Regions from separate parts of the Mus musculus genome. Here region 2 is linked to region 1. A link is a contact called in public Hi-C data. All regions are on one chromosome and are shown on one strand. The core of a region is the stretch at or near the end of the contact, and the rest is flanking DNA. Distances in the headings are between cores, read along the strand shown.

The links. A called contact is a pair of places that touch in the nucleus more often than the background predicts.
Region 2: a contact with region 1 is called in a Hi-C map of natural killer cells, with 5 times the contacts expected there. The contact joins two enhancer-like sites. A contact is called at or near these places in 1 of 15 datasets of contacts at CTCF or cohesin (CD8 T cells), 10 of 484 Hi-C or Micro-C datasets (B cells, CD4 T cells, CD8 T cells and 6 more) and 4 of 115 datasets of contacts at active chromatin or transcription factors (the 230-238 cell line, CD8 T cells, effector CD8 T cells and 1 more).

What each region holds. Positions count from the first base shown.
Region 1 is chr4:32,053,849-32,056,746 of GRCm38.p6, forward strand. No RefSeq gene overlaps it. Among named protein-coding and RNA genes, the nearest start is that of Map3k7, 91 kb to the left of the region's middle. Within about 2 kb of position 1,468, at least 122 of the 459 cell types and tissues checked have an H3K27ac peak or open chromatin away from gene starts, as enhancers often do. A contact at or near this core is called in CD8 T cells, Th1 cells, natural killer cells and 1 more, where this site is marked.
Region 2 is chr4:32,125,682-32,128,579 of GRCm38.p6, forward strand. No RefSeq gene overlaps it. Among named protein-coding and RNA genes, the nearest start is that of Gm52717, 34 kb to the right of the region's middle. Within about 2 kb of position 1,365, at least 22 of the 459 cell types and tissues checked have an H3K27ac peak or open chromatin away from gene starts, as enhancers often do. A contact at or near this core is called in CD8 T cells, Th1 cells, natural killer cells and 1 more, where this site is marked.

The DNA.
Region 1 (2,898 bases), core at 218-2,717:
TCATTGTGAGTGTGACCACTGAGGAGAAGGCTGCCCATGGAAAGCGCTATTTGATAGTCTTAGGGCCAGTGATTCAAGAGAACGAGCCCGCATCTAAAATCCAGAGAGCCTCCGCAGATAAGGAATATTTCCCTGAAATCAAGTGAAGGATTTTTTTCTTTAATTCATTTTTTTTACAGTCCATGTTTTATTCACCCTTCATCCCCCCTCCGACTGTTTCATATCCCACACCTCCTCCCCACTCCCATGTCTCCACATGAATGTCCCCATCCCCCACCCCACCTGACGTCTAAACTACAGTCTCTTGATGGTTAGGTGCATCATCTCTGAATGAACACAGACCCGGAAGTCCTCTGCTGTATGTGTGTTGAGGGCCTCATATTAGTAGGTGTATGCTGCCTGGCTGGTGGTTCAGTATCTGAGAGATCTCAGGGGTCCAGATTAATTGAGACTGCTAGTCTTCTTACAGGATCACCATTCTCCTACGCTTCTTTCAGCCTTCCCTAATTCAACAACAGGGGTCAGCAGCAACCCATTGGTTGGGTGCAAATATCTGCATCTGACTCTTTCAGCTGCTTGCTGGGTCTTTCAGAGGGCAGTCATGATAGGTCCCTTTTTATGAGCGCTCCACAGCCTCAGTAATAGTGTCAGGCCTTGGGATCTCCCCTTGAGCTGGATCCCACTTTGGGCCTGTCACTGGACCTTCTTTTCCTCAGGCTCCTCTCCATTTCCATCCCTGTAATTCTTTCAGACAGGAACAATTATGGGTCAGAGATGTGACTGTGGAATGGCAACCCCATCTTTCACTTGATGTCCTGTCTTCCTGCTGGAGGGGGGGCTCTATAAGTTTCCTCTCCCTACTGTCAGGCATTTCATCTAAGGTCCCTCCCTTTGAGTGCTGGGAGTCTCTCACTTCCCAGGTCTCTGGTATATTCTGGGGGGTCCCCCTAACCTCCTATTTCCTGAGGTTGCCTGTTTCCATTCTTTCTGCTAGCCCTCAGGACTCAAATGAGGGATTTTTAAACGTGATAGCAGGAGTTAAAAGGGAAGCAAGGGACATGCATTTACAAGTAAGTCAGAGACCAGAGGGCTGAGGACACAAAGATGTTACCTGGAGATAGTGAGTGGCCTCCTTCACGCTAGGCCAGCACGGAGCTACTGAGGCAACGCCGTTGCTTCTGCGGATTCCCGTGCTCCAAGAGAAACGGGGCTTTTTCCCTTCCCCAAAGACACTCTGCCAACTAGACCCCAACTGGACCGCCGGATGCGTAAACTGCCCCTGTTCTATGATTCTCATACAAATTTGTCAGTGATTTGCAGACACTATGAAGCAAAATTAGAGAATAATCATTAAAAGCTTCCGACAATATGCCTATCCATAAATTCTTCAAGAGGAAGATGAACCACCTTCACATAGCACGGCCCGGGACCTTACCGGCTCCAGCCATGCCTTCTCTAGCCACTAGATGGCAGTACAAGCACAGACTTTCAAAGGCCCTTTATTGACAGGGTAGCGACAGCCAGCGCTACTAATGAGGCTGGCTTTGTTTTTGTTTCTTTTTTGTCTTCCATAACTTCGGGTTTCTGGTGTCTGATTCGATGTTTTGGGCCACTTGGACTTTCCACTGCACTTCCAGCCCCTTCCAGAGGCTTCATCGTTTTGCTGGGGAGATAACACCGTGGAGCCTTCTGGGAAATTGACTATAGGGATTTGAGAAAAAAGCTTGACTTCCGGCACCCTGGATCAGTGGGTTCATTCTACGAGCTCCATCCAGGTCACCAGCATCCAAATCACTTCCCTGTCGGGACCAGATGTTCAAAGGAAAATCCCGATTCAGAAGTAGGGAATTTCCTAGAAGCGATTTTTAAAATGTATGTTTTTGTGTGTATGTACATCACATGTGTGTGCGTGACCATGGATAGCAAAAGAGGTTGCTAGCGTTTCTGGAACTGAAGATACAGGAGGTTTTGAGCAGCAAGGCACGAGTGCTGGGAACTAAATTAGAATCTCTCGGAAAAATGGGATTCCCCGGAAGAATAGCAAGCATTCTTCAGCAATGAGCCATTTCTCTCTCTCTCTAGGAGCAAAAATTTCCCCCAACTGGATCCTAAGAACCTTGTTCCAGAGGAGAACATCTCTGAGGGTAATTGAGCAAGCTACTCTGGGAACGTATGCCCCAAGCAGAGTTATAATTATTAGTATTATAAGTATTAGTACGTACTACATAAACAGTAAGTGCTGTGCCGAACTCTCTATGAAGATTACCTCATTCACTCAATAACAACTAGCGCTTGTTCCAAGCACTTGAATTTTAAACCGAGTCTGCCTGAGTGAAAACTGTTGTTGTCTCAATGCATACATATATAAAACACAGGACCCTGTGACAGAATCCTGTCCCTTGTGCCTACCGATCCTAAGTTCTAGTTCAGAATGCTTTGATGAAGTCCAAATGCAGGTATGCCTAGCCACGTCCACCAAACAGGAGTCTTCTATAAGTTCCAGTCCAGGGGACACTGGGTCAGATGGGGCCAGCCTGAAGACCAAGGAATTCAGTAATGGTTGGGCTCTGATCCCAAGTGAAGGTGTGTGTGTGCTCAGGGTGGGGTTGGGGTGGGGGTGGACGGGGTACTGTGCTCCAGATAAAGAGAAAGGGCTGGGAAAATCTGATCTCTGCACTCAGTTCTGACAACTCTGGTTCTCATCAGGGGAGTGGCCCTCCTCCTCAGTGCCTCTGGGTTGAGCCCTGCTTGCTTAGATCCTAGAATCCTTTGGAAGCTCAGATAGCATAAGCCTGCTGACGTTAGTCCCACTCGTGGAAATGTAGCCCAGAACTGCACATCTTCATCTGGGTTCGGTACCCACGTGCGTGCTCATGACTTGCTTCTACCAGTCTGTGT
Region 2 (2,898 bases), core at 115-2,614, 72 kb after region 1:
AATCAGCCACTAAACCCAGACACTATTGCATATGCCAGCAAGATTTTGATGAAGGGACCCTAGTATAGCTGTCTCGTATGAGGCTATGTCAGTGCCTGGCAAATAAGTGGATGCTCACAGTCATTTATAGGATGGAACACAGGCCCCCAATGGAGAAGCTAGAGAAAGTACCCAAGGAGCTGAAGGGGTCTGCAACCGTATAGGTGGAACAACAATATGAACTAACCAGTATCCCCAGAGCTCGTGTCTCTAGCTGCATATGTAGCAGAAGATGGCCTAGTTGGCCATCATTGGGAAGAGAGGCCCTTAGGTCTTGCAAACTTTATATGCCTCAGTACAGGGGAACGCCAGGGCCAAGAAGTGGGAGTGGATGGGTAGGGGAGCAAGGCGGGGGGAAGGGTATAGGGAACTTTTGGGATAGCATTTGAAATGTAAATAAAGAAAATAATAAAATAAAATAAAAGAAAGAAAGAAATAAGGAAAGCAAGCAGGTAAGCTAAGAATATGGTGTCTTGTCGTCAACAGAAATGAAAATGAAAGGCATTTGTTATGCTTCAGAAGTGTATAGCTGTTACTGGGATGGGGGCAGGGAGGACTCAGGTATGATTGTGAGCTTTAAACTCCAGAGGCTGGGGGGTGGAGCCATTTCCTGGGATGTGTGGATTGGGCAAAGGTGTACAGAGAGGCCTATTTTAATATTGTAGGCACATTGTCTTTGAGATAGATACTGGCTAGACTTCCAAATAGAGGTGTCAAGTGGGATGCCAGATGTGCGAGTCTGAAACTTCTGCATACCGTCAAGGCTACAGGTGATAATGTGTCAATCACAAGCCAATGAACGGTCTTTAAAGCCAGAGTCTCTAGCCACTGGCACAGAGTGTGAGTGAAAGAGAATAGGGGTTGTTCTGCCTGGCTTTCCACTGCTGCGATAAACACCAATATGGGAGGCAACTTGGGGAGGAAATGGTTTATTTCATCTTACATCTCACAATACATCACAGAGGGAAGTCAGAGCAGGAACTGAAGCAGGAACGTAAATCAGAGACCATGGAGGGATACTGCTTGCTGTCTTGCTCTCAGGCTCACTCTCGCTACCTATGCCAGCCAGGGTAGCAGTGTCCCACCCACGTGGCCTGGAGCCTCCCGTATCAACCATCAATCAAGAAAATGCCATGTAGGGCTGCCTGTAGGACAATCTGACGGAGGTCCCTTGACTGTGTCAAACTGACACACACACACAACTGTCATGAGTCAAGGATCTAGCCTTTCGGCACATCATGTTTGGAGGATTAGTACAGAGGAGGCAAAGTGAAACTACAAAGGTGTGAAGAGAGAAAAACCACACTGAGGAGTGAGCATGGGCAACGCCTGCCACCGAAACCGAGAAGAGAAACTAACAAATGATGCTGAGAGGTGGGGCGGATGCAGGGATGCAAGAAAAGGGATGGCTTTTCGCTTTGGCTACATGAAGGTCAGGAGGTCATTGATGAGCTCAGCAACAAACTTGAAATGACTACAGAGAGCATTAGAGCAAAATCGTGAGGGTAGCTGTGTCTAGCCGAATCTTTCTTCACTGACAAAGAGGGGTGGTGAGGTCAAGGGGTGTGCTCTATCTATGGTGAGGGTTTGATTTTTTGGTTTGGAATCTTCCATACTTGACCTACTTGTCACTCTGCTTCAGCAGGGACCATCTGTTATATTTGTTTTGTCTATGGTCCCACTACATTTTTTTTTAAATCTATGCATAACTCACACTCAGTAAAAATTTACTTTGGGAGAACATATAGGTCTAAATATTTATGTAATTTCAATCTAATAACTACTGCCCAGTCAAAGAATAGAGCAGTTCTACCACCTCAAGTCTTCCTCCTTCCTCTTGTCCTTCTTGTCCTACCAAGAATTTGTCTCCTGTCACTATAGTTTTGACATTGGTGTTCACATGATGAACCAGCCTTGGACCATGGCATACTGTTCATTTTATACAGTGCTGCATTTTGTTTGATTACATATAAACGTATGCACACACACATATGAATGTTTTGAATGTTTGAGTCAGGGTCTCAAGCATCCCAGCCTTGCCTGGACCTCACTATGTAGTAGAGAATGACCTTGAACTCCTGATTCTTCTGCCTCCACCTCCACAGAGCTGGGGTTAGGAATAGCATCTACCATGCCCAGCACGATGGTATTGCAGTCCCAGAAAGGCAAATACGTGGATATTAGCTGTTAAGTCACTGAGAATCAAACCACAATCCATATAACCACAGAGGATAGGTATAGAGTAAGGGGCTAGGCATGAGGGAGGGGGCAGTGTTAATGATAGATATCATTAGGAAAGAGAAATAGAATAGGTAGTTATGGATGAATGGGGGGCTGAAATGGGAGAATCAAGTGGGAAGCGGGAAGGAAGAGGAGGAGTAAGGGAAGGAACACAGGGAGGGGTGGTTAAAATTAAGGGCCTTTTGAGAGTAATATAAAACAGCTAATACAGTAGAAGCTTATATACATACATACATACATACATATGTACATACATATATATACATACACACACACACATATATACATATATATGTGTATATATACACTTCCATGAGTGTGTGTGTGTGTGTGTGTGTGTGTGTGTGTGTATGTGTGTACATGAAGTTGATCTACATGAAACTGCCAAATAATGAGGAGACATGGCCCTGGCCATCTCTTGTCACCAAATGAAACTTCCAGTATTGAGATTGAGTTACATCTAATTAAGTTTTTGGCCAAAACAGTCTCACGGGAACCCCCAAACAAGACTGTTGCCAAGATTATAGGTTGCTCTACACAAACTGACAGCAAGGCCCATTACTGAAGACAAAATCTATACAACTTATTGAATATGGAAAAGTGGAACAGGTGCCTACA